Linked DNA regions of Mus musculus: region 2 is linked to region 1. A link is a contact called in public promoter capture Hi-C data. All regions are on one chromosome and are shown on one strand. Each heading gives the region's core, a stretch centred on a gene start, on an enhancer-like site or on the middle of the called end of the contact. The rest is flanking DNA. Distances are from core to core; before and after follow the strand shown.

Region 1 (3,988 bases), core at 313-2,812:
AATAAAAGTAGATACTTCGAGCCGGGTGGTGGTGGCGTACGCCTTTAATCCCAGCACTTGGGAGGCAGAGGCAGGCGGATTTCTGAGTTCGAGGCTGGCCTGGTCTACAAAGTGAGTTCCAGGACAGCCAGGGCTACACAGAGAAACCCTGTCTCGAAAAACCAACAACAACAACAACAACAAAAAAGTAGATACTTTGGTCCCAGAATTTGTGAGACAGGAAAATTTCTGTCTTCGTTGCTGAGAAACTATAGATTCTTTCCGAACACACTTTCACGTTTCTTTCATCACCATGGTTGAGAAAGAGCTCCTTAATTCCAAGGTTACCTGACAATCTCAAGCGGAGAAGCTGCGGCTATTCTGTTCAGCACCATGGCCAGCGCCCGACCGCATTTAGAGTCTGCGCAAAGCTTTGTGCTGCTTAGGCAAAGCGGCTCCTTTCCAATAGCCCCGGAGAATTTTGGTTACAAGCAGCCACCTGCTCTGAGTGTGGCTCTGGGCAATGATTTAGCGCCTTCGACCTCCAATTGGTTTCTCTATAAAACTGGGATAATAAAAAGACCTGCCTCCAGGTTGACTGTGAGGAATATATTACATAATGTGCATGCATACATTATATATAAAAGCACTTACCACTTAGCCCATAAAGCCTCACCTATTTATAGGCCTGTGACGCAGCAGTACCAAGGTGTGCACACACCACCATCACCACGCCCAGCCACTACTGCTGCCAAAGAGGTGGTCCAAAGCTTGCAGACCTGCCCAGCAAAAGGCAACTCGTAGGTGCCAAGGCTCTCCTGCTCAGTGGGTCCCGGGGACTCGAACTTAGGTCGTCAGGCTTAGCAACCAGTGAGATGAAGAGCCATCTCACCGGCTCTAATTTTAAATTTAATTCACCTACTTGATTTTGAGACAGGATGTTATGCTTGTCTCGCACATCACTATGAACTTCTGTGTGTCTGCTTCCACTTCCAGAGTGCTGAGAGAATAGGCAAGTACTGGGGATCAAACCCAGGGCTTTGTACATCCTAGGCAAGCACTCTATCAACTGGGTGCGCCCCACCTCCAGTCCCTCATGTAGGACTTATAAATCACTGTCAGGACTCTGGCGCTGCTGGCAGGCGGGGTGATTGCACTGGGGGATTTTGAGTAGAGAAGGGACATGATTCGAATTTTAAAAACGGTCTCGGGGCGGCTTCATGAGGAATAGAATGTAGTTTTGTAATTTTTCCCGACCCTGATCCTCAACAGGTCTTCTCGCTTCTCCAGGCCCTGGCGGTCCCTGCCACCCTTGAGCAGCAGTAGTTGGTACCCTTGTGTCTTGCTTGCTGACAAGAATGTCCAATCATCAGTGCCACCGGATGAATGGCATATCATGGGAACTTGATTGGTCACCCGCATTCTGCTCTACACCTGCCGTTCCTGGAAGGAAGGGTTCAAGATGTAAGAATACTGACAGGCAGGTTATGTGCAGCAGGAGGCCCATTACCCCAGAAAGCTGACTGCGAGTCGCCCGGCCGTAGCCGCGGCATCACCGCGAGCGCCCAGCAGGTGGCGCCGCGGCGTTGGGTCCAGGCAGGCTCGCCCACGTGGATTCCTCAGCAGCCCTCGGGCACTGGGCGCCGGCTCATTGGTACTGACAGTAGCACCACCATCGGGGCCCTTCGGGCGGTGGCAACACACACACACAGCCGGAAGTCGGGTTTCTCAGCGCCCCCGTTTTCCAAGAAAGCTGTGATTAAGCGGCGGCCCTAGAAACCCACAAACGCAGCTGTTGAGTCTGAGTGAACCCGGAGCGCAGAGGAGGGAACCAGAATAGTTGGGTAAATTGGGAGGCCATTCCGCCAGGTTTGAATCCCCACTGTCTTTTTCAAGCCATGGGAACTTGAACCATACACCTAACTTCTGTGGGCTCTGGTTCCCTCATCTCAAAAAGCTGCTACACACACACACACACACACACACACACACACTTCACAGAGCTGGGAGAGATGGCTTACTTTTTCTGGTCTGCCTGCCTTATTATGCTTCCAGAACCAGTTTGTCGTATCTACTGGCACAGTCTGTCAATAGATCTTGTCCTAACCAGCCAGAATCGCGTCCAAAGAAATTCCACTTTCACTGAGCCATGTCAGGCAGCCTTTCCACCCTTGGCTCTGAGGTCACCAGCCATCGTCTTTGTACATCCACATGTCTGTGGGAAATCCAGAGCATCAAGGTGTTCGAGCAGGTATGAAGGCAGCGATGACCGAGTATTAGAGGGCCTCTTGACCCTCTTCCCTGTGGGCACACTCCCAGAAATGGATAGGATAGGTAGGCTGGGGCTCTTGCCTATCGGGACCCAGGGGGAGCTGTGTATACTACAAGTCACTTGTGTACCATCTTTAAGCTTGGTCCTGGCCCTCATCACGCTCCCTGAAGCAGCAAGGGATGTGTGGCTCCAGTCTGACCTGTTACCATCAGGTTGGAATTGTGGGGTTAGAGACTAGAGGCAGATGGCGGAAGAGGGGGGGAAGAGGGATTGGTTGAGGAGGTGAGACATGTTGGAGATGAACAGGCACATGACGAGGGAATGTTGAGGAATTACAAGGAGGAGGGAGAGGAGGAAGAGGAGGATGTGAGGGAAGGGCAGAGAGGGACGAGTGGGGAGAGAGTCAGGAAGGAAGGGAAGGAGACTTGGTGGGGAAGGAGAGAAGGAGAGAGCTTATTTGAGAGACATTAGGACTAGAAAAGGGTCTTTGAGTATAGAGAACTGGTTTGATCGTGTTTGGAGGGAGCAGAGGCTCTATATTCCTGTAAACAGAAGAATGGGGCAAAGCGGTCAAGTGAGGAAGCCGACACCGGAAGAACATTCTAGAACAGAGGAACAGCCTCCATAGCCTGCTGAGGAGGAAGAAGCTTTTGGCTAGAAGTTCTGAGGCCCTAGGAAGGGTCGCAGTGGGAAGCCTGGGTTCCGAGGAAGGGAGTAGAGATCGCTGCTGCGTCTGAAAGAGGACCTGGAGACTTTAGGGAACGCCCAAGTTTAGGGAAGGAGACCTGGAGGCCTACCGTTTGGCCTGCAGGAGCGACTGGAGACAGAGCAGGAGAGAATACTGGGAAGGCTGGATGAGGAGATCTGGAGGGTGGGGCGCTGAGGCCTCCAAGGGATAGCTTTGGCCTCCCCTCTCCTGTCCCCTCGAGGACTGCTCCTACAAGGGAGTAGCTGGAAGGGGGAGCTAGGAGGGCTGGGAAAGACAGGGTGGGGGGCAGATTCTCAACACCTTCTCCCCCATATTCTAACTCTCTTCTCCTTAGAAGCTTTGTTGTTGGTAAGACATAAAGAGAGAGGGAGCTTTCTTTCCACAGCTTCCTGTGTCGCTTTCCCGGGAGGCTTGTCATCCCAAGCAGGGTAAATGAGGGGGTGTGGGAAGAAAGGCATGATGGGAGGGCCTTCGCTTCCTGGGAATGGTTAGTATTCTGTCTACACTGAAGGAGTGTTATGTTGGAGATGGTACTCGAGGAAGGCGGGGGTCATAGATACCCCAAAGTGAAGGGTTTTGTTTGCTTTTTTAAAGACAAGGTCTTGTGATGTATCCCAGGCTGGCTTCAAACTCAAAAAGTCATGCAACCTTCCTGTCTCAGCCTCCCAGACAGCTCTGACTCTGAACCGGGACCCTGGTGAGCCATGGAAGCTTATATGCAGCCGACAGGTTTGACACTAAGAAGGGTTTGGGTCAGAGAGGAATGCTGTGGCCAGGATCCCAGAGGGAGGTCCGTGGAGGAATCCGGGTAGTTAAAGCAGTGTTAGACCAGACTCGAACTAGGAAAAGGAGGATGGGGAGGTACAGTGGATCCTCAGGGCTTGTGGGAATACAAACTGGGCAAAGGTGCTGGCCAGGAAAGACGCTGAGGCAGGTTGCATATTTATCTAGGAAAAGGGGGCCAAGGAAGCGGTGGGAAGCCAGATGTGAAATTAGGATGCCAGACACAGGCTCAGGTTGATAGCTGA
Region 2 (3,946 bases), core at 705-3,204, 120 kb after region 1:
ACTCACCTTGAATGTAAAATGTGAGCCTTAACCCAGAGCCCGAAGAGGCCTCAGGCTTCACAGAGCTCACCCTGAGGATCCAGCCCAGATGAAAACGTCTCTCTTCAGATGTAAATGTGTCTCTTCACCATCTCTCAATAGACCCGGCCCAGAAGCTGTGGATTGAGGGACCCCCAGAGGGGCAGAGCATCCGGACTGGAACTCGGGTGAGGCTGGTATGCTTGGCCATTGGAGGCAACCCAGAGCCCTCCCTCACCTGGCTTAAGGTAGGGGCCAAGCAAGAAAGGAAAGGCATGAGACCTTCCTCTCTCGCCCTTCCTGTCTTTTTTCTTTTCCCTTTTTTCTTCCTGTTTATCTGCTTGTGTGTGTGTGTGTGTGTGTGTGTGTGTGTGTGTGTGTGTGTGTGTGTGTGAGAGAGAGAGAGAGAGAGAGAGAGAGAGAGAGAGCTAAAACCACTCACACTCTACTGACTGAGCTGTCCTCTCATTCTCATTTGCTTTCCTAAGACACGATGTTATGTCATCTAGGCTGGCCTTGAATTCTGTTTGTTTTTGATCCAGGAAGGGTTTCAGGATGCAGTCCTGGCAGGCCTAGAACTCATTATGTAAACCAGGCTGGTCTCCAATTTAGAGAGATCACCCGACTCTGCCTGGATTAAAACCCTGCTCAGCCTTTTGATCCTCTTGTCCTCTCCACCCCCTCAGAACGTGGAAACACCCGTATCTCTTGGAAAACTCTAGAGATTATGGAAAGTCACAAATGCCATGAGAATTAATGGAACCCCCAGGAAAGTTCTGGAAAAATAATTCCAGGATTAAAAAAAAAAAGGAACTTTGGGTCAAAATAGAAAATTCTAGAGATAAAGTAACTATAATTCCATTCATAGTAAAGAAAATTCATTCACATTAAAGCTAATGTTAAGAAAAATAAAGAATGAAGGGCGGGAAGAGAAAGATATGGAGAGGGACAGAGACGGGGGACAGAGAGATGAAGGAGGCAGAAAAAGAGGCAGAGACAGAGGCAGGGATATCTAAGGGTTAATATTGGAATTAGGGAAAAGGTTCGAGAAGTTTGGAGGGAGAGTGGAAAGTTTTTGAAATTTTAAATTCTTATTTATTAATTTTAATATGCATGTATGTTTTGTCTGTGAACCACATTCATCCCTAATGCCTTGAGAAGGTCAGAAGAGTGTGTCAGGTTCCCTAGGACTAGAGCTACAGTAAGTTGTTAGCTTCCATGTGGGTGCTGGGAATTGAACCCTGATCCTCTGGAAGCACAGCCTTACCTGCGGAAGACGGGAATTTTTAAGAAACACACCTGTGGGGAGTCAGTCCTTTTGTAATCCTAGCACTTGGAAGCTGAAGGCAGGAAGGTCAGGAGTTCAAGGTTATCCTCGGTTAGGCTGCTTAGAGGACTCACTCTGTGGTCAACCCTGGCTACATGAGATCCCCTCTCAAGCAAAACAAGGCAAAAACAACAGAGGCAAAGAAAAGGGAAAGAGTATTGGGAATTCCGAGGGAGTTTCCTGTTCTGTAAATATCACAGTTCTGGGTTTGGGGGTGTGGTACCTGCAGCAAGCAAAGGGCTGGAGAGGTGGGGGTGGGGTGGGGGGCTGGAGGTAGGTGGTGTGTGTAGGTGTGGGGGTGGAGATAGGGGGCGCGGTGCACAATGGACAAAAGATCCCAAGACTACCAAGGCAGGCAGGAGAGGCTAGAACTAGGGATACCCAAATTCAGACCCTACTCCTGCTGCCGCTGTTGAGAAGGGCACCTTCATCACACAAAGGCCCTCTCTGGGCTAACGGCCACCCACCCTATTTGGATACTCAGGATTCGCGCCCGGTGAACGATCCTCGGCAGTCTCAGGAGCCCCGGCGTGTGCAGCTGGGCAGTGTGGAGAAGTCCGGCAGCACTTTCTCCCGCGAGCTGGTGCTGATCATAGGCCCGCCGGACAACCTAGCCAAGTTCTCCTGCAAGGCGGGTCAGCTCAGTGCGTCTACGCAGCTGGTGGTGCAGTGTGAGCGCACAGGCCCAGCGGGTGGCGAGTGTTGGAGAGGGGGCGGTGTAGACCCTTGTAGCTCAGGTTCCTCAGCCTTTGAATCTCTAATCCGTTAAGTCCCCCCAACAAACCTGACCATCCTGGCCAACTCGTCCGCACTGCGCCCAGGCGACGCCTTGAACTTGACCTGCGTCAGCATCAGCAGCAACCCTCCAGTTAACTTGTCTTTGGACAAGGAAGGAGAGAGGTGAGTTTATAGGAAACCCTATCCCGTCCATGTTCAGTTACCCCCGCCCCCGCCCCAGTCTGCTCCCTCGGTGCCCTAAGCTTCCGGGACCAGCTGGGTCCTCACCCATTTTCTCAAACTTGCACAGGCTGGACGACGTGGCTGCAAAACCCCAGAGCGCCCCATTCAAAGGCTCCGCTGCATCCAGGAGTGTTTTTCTTCGGGTGTCATCCCGAGACCACGGTCACCGGGTTACCTGCCGGGCCCACAGCGAGGCACTTCGTGAAACCGTGAGCTCTTTCTACCGCCTCAACGTGTTATGTAAGTGCGCAGGCCTAGCACAGCCCCTCTCGCACCATCCCCTGTAGACGGCAGCTACTGGAGTCTTCACCTTGACCTCTACCGAGTTTGTAACTTTCCTAGCCTTCATCCTGATCTCCGGCTGTCAGCAGTTCCAATCCACGCTCTCCACTCTCAGCTTGGCACTCGCTGCTATCTTTTTTTTCCTCCCCTCAAAACTGGATCTTAGCTTCTCAATTGTTAAATTTTAAAAGTTTTAAAATAGTCCTGACTGACCTGGAACTTGATATGAAGAGTAGGAAAGTCATGAGCTTGCAGCAATCCTCCTGTCTCTGAACTCTAAAGTTTACTGCCTCTGAAGTGCTGGGATTGCAAGCCTGTAAGGCCATATCTGGCTTTGCGTATTTTGTTCTGCTGTTTTTGTTTTTTCAGACAGTATCTGACTGAACAGCTCTGGCTGGCTTGGAACTTACAAATGATCCACTTGTCTCTGTCTCCCACGAGCTGGGATTAAAGGCATGCCTCACCACACCCCACTTGGATTTTTTTAAATTACATCTAATTATTGTGTGTGTTCCCTCATGTCTGGGCCATGGTGAGCAGGTGGTCAGAAAACAAAAGAAAAACATTTTGTTTGTTTTTTGTGGGGTTTAGGTTTCGGAGACAGGGTTTCTCTGTGAAGCCCTCACTGTCCAGGAACTAGCTCTGTAGACCAGGCTGTCCTCGAACTCACAAGAGATTCGCTTGCCTCTGCCTCCAAAGTACTGGGATTAAAGGCGTGCACTGTGGCCGCCGCCCAGTCTCACAGAACAATTTAAGGAAGCTGGATCTCACCCCTCCGCCTTGAGGGTTCCCGACACTGAACTCGGGTTTGGCAGTAATCTTACCAGTTGAACCATCCTACCAGGTTTTAGCTTCTATCCAGAGCCTTGTCCCAGATCTCAGTTCTAACAATTGTCCTGTCCACCACCCTAGTCCTGGCCTCGACCCTAACCTTAACCCCTGAACTTGTGCCTTAACTTTACCGACTCTTGACTTCCTGGGTCGCCCCCTCTGAAGACCCTCCAGAGTTCCTGGGAGAGCAAGTGCGGGCAGTGACCGTGGTGGAGCAGGGCCAGGCACTGCTGCCTGTGTCCGTGTCTGCTAACCCCGCCCCCGAGGCCTTCAACTGGACCTTCCGAGGCTACCGCCTCAGCCCAGGTAGGATGTGGGCCTGGAGGAGGGTTCAGATTCAGGAGGCTGGGCGGGACTTCCAGGCTCCTGACCCACTCCTTCCGCAGCTGGGGGTCCCCGGCACCGCATCCTGTCTGGAGGGGCACTGCAGCTGTGGAATGTAACCCGAGCTGACGATGGCTTTTATCAGCTACACTGCCAGAACTCGGAGGGCACCGCCGAGGCGCTGTTGAAGCTGGACGTGCATTG

What was found. Promoter capture Hi-C pulls out the DNA fragments that hold promoters and counts their contacts.
Region 2: a contact with region 1 is called in a promoter capture Hi-C map of hippocampal neurons, with 5 times the contacts expected there. The contact joins the promoter of Nphs1os here to the enhancer-like site in region 1. A contact is called at or near these places in 22 of 39 promoter capture datasets (the 3T3-L1 cell line, 3T3-L1-derived adipocytes, the HPC-7 cell line and 16 more), 7 of 15 datasets of contacts at CTCF or cohesin (CD8 T cells, embryonic stem cells, large pre-B cells and 2 more), 74 of 484 Hi-C or Micro-C datasets (B cells, the C10 cell line, the CH12 cell line and 31 more), 22 of 115 datasets of contacts at active chromatin or transcription factors (acute myeloid leukemia, craniofacial prominence, embryonic basal ganglia and 10 more) and 5 of 9 other capture datasets (adipose tissue, embryonic stem cells, liver and 2 more).

The regions. Positions count from the first base shown.
Region 1 is chr7:30,346,444-30,350,431 of GRCm38.p6, forward strand. It overlaps 4930479H17Rik (a long non-coding RNA gene), which reads right to left. Exons shown (of 3, transcript XR_881936.2): 2 at 902-1,422; 3 at 154-758. Among named protein-coding and RNA genes, the nearest start is that of 4930479H17Rik, 5.5 kb to the right of the region's middle. Within about 2 kb of position 1,563, at least 29 of the 459 cell types and tissues checked have an H3K27ac peak or open chromatin away from gene starts, as enhancers often do. A contact at or near this core is called in ECoMG myeloid progenitors, the MC38 cell line, cerebral cortex and 1 more, where this site is marked.
Region 2 is chr7:30,463,637-30,467,582 of GRCm38.p6, forward strand. It overlaps Nphs1os (nephrosis 1 homolog, nephrin, opposite strand), which reads right to left and starts at 1,955. Exons shown (of 3, transcript NR_004443.2): 1 at 1,813-1,955; 2 at 1-6. It overlaps Nphs1 (nephrosis 1, nephrin), which reads left to right. Exons shown (of 30, transcript NM_019459.2): 10 at 1-20; 11 at 142-266; 12 at 1,830-2,016; 13 at 2,116-2,245; 14 at 2,373-2,545; 15 at 3,584-3,724; 16 at 3,805-3,945.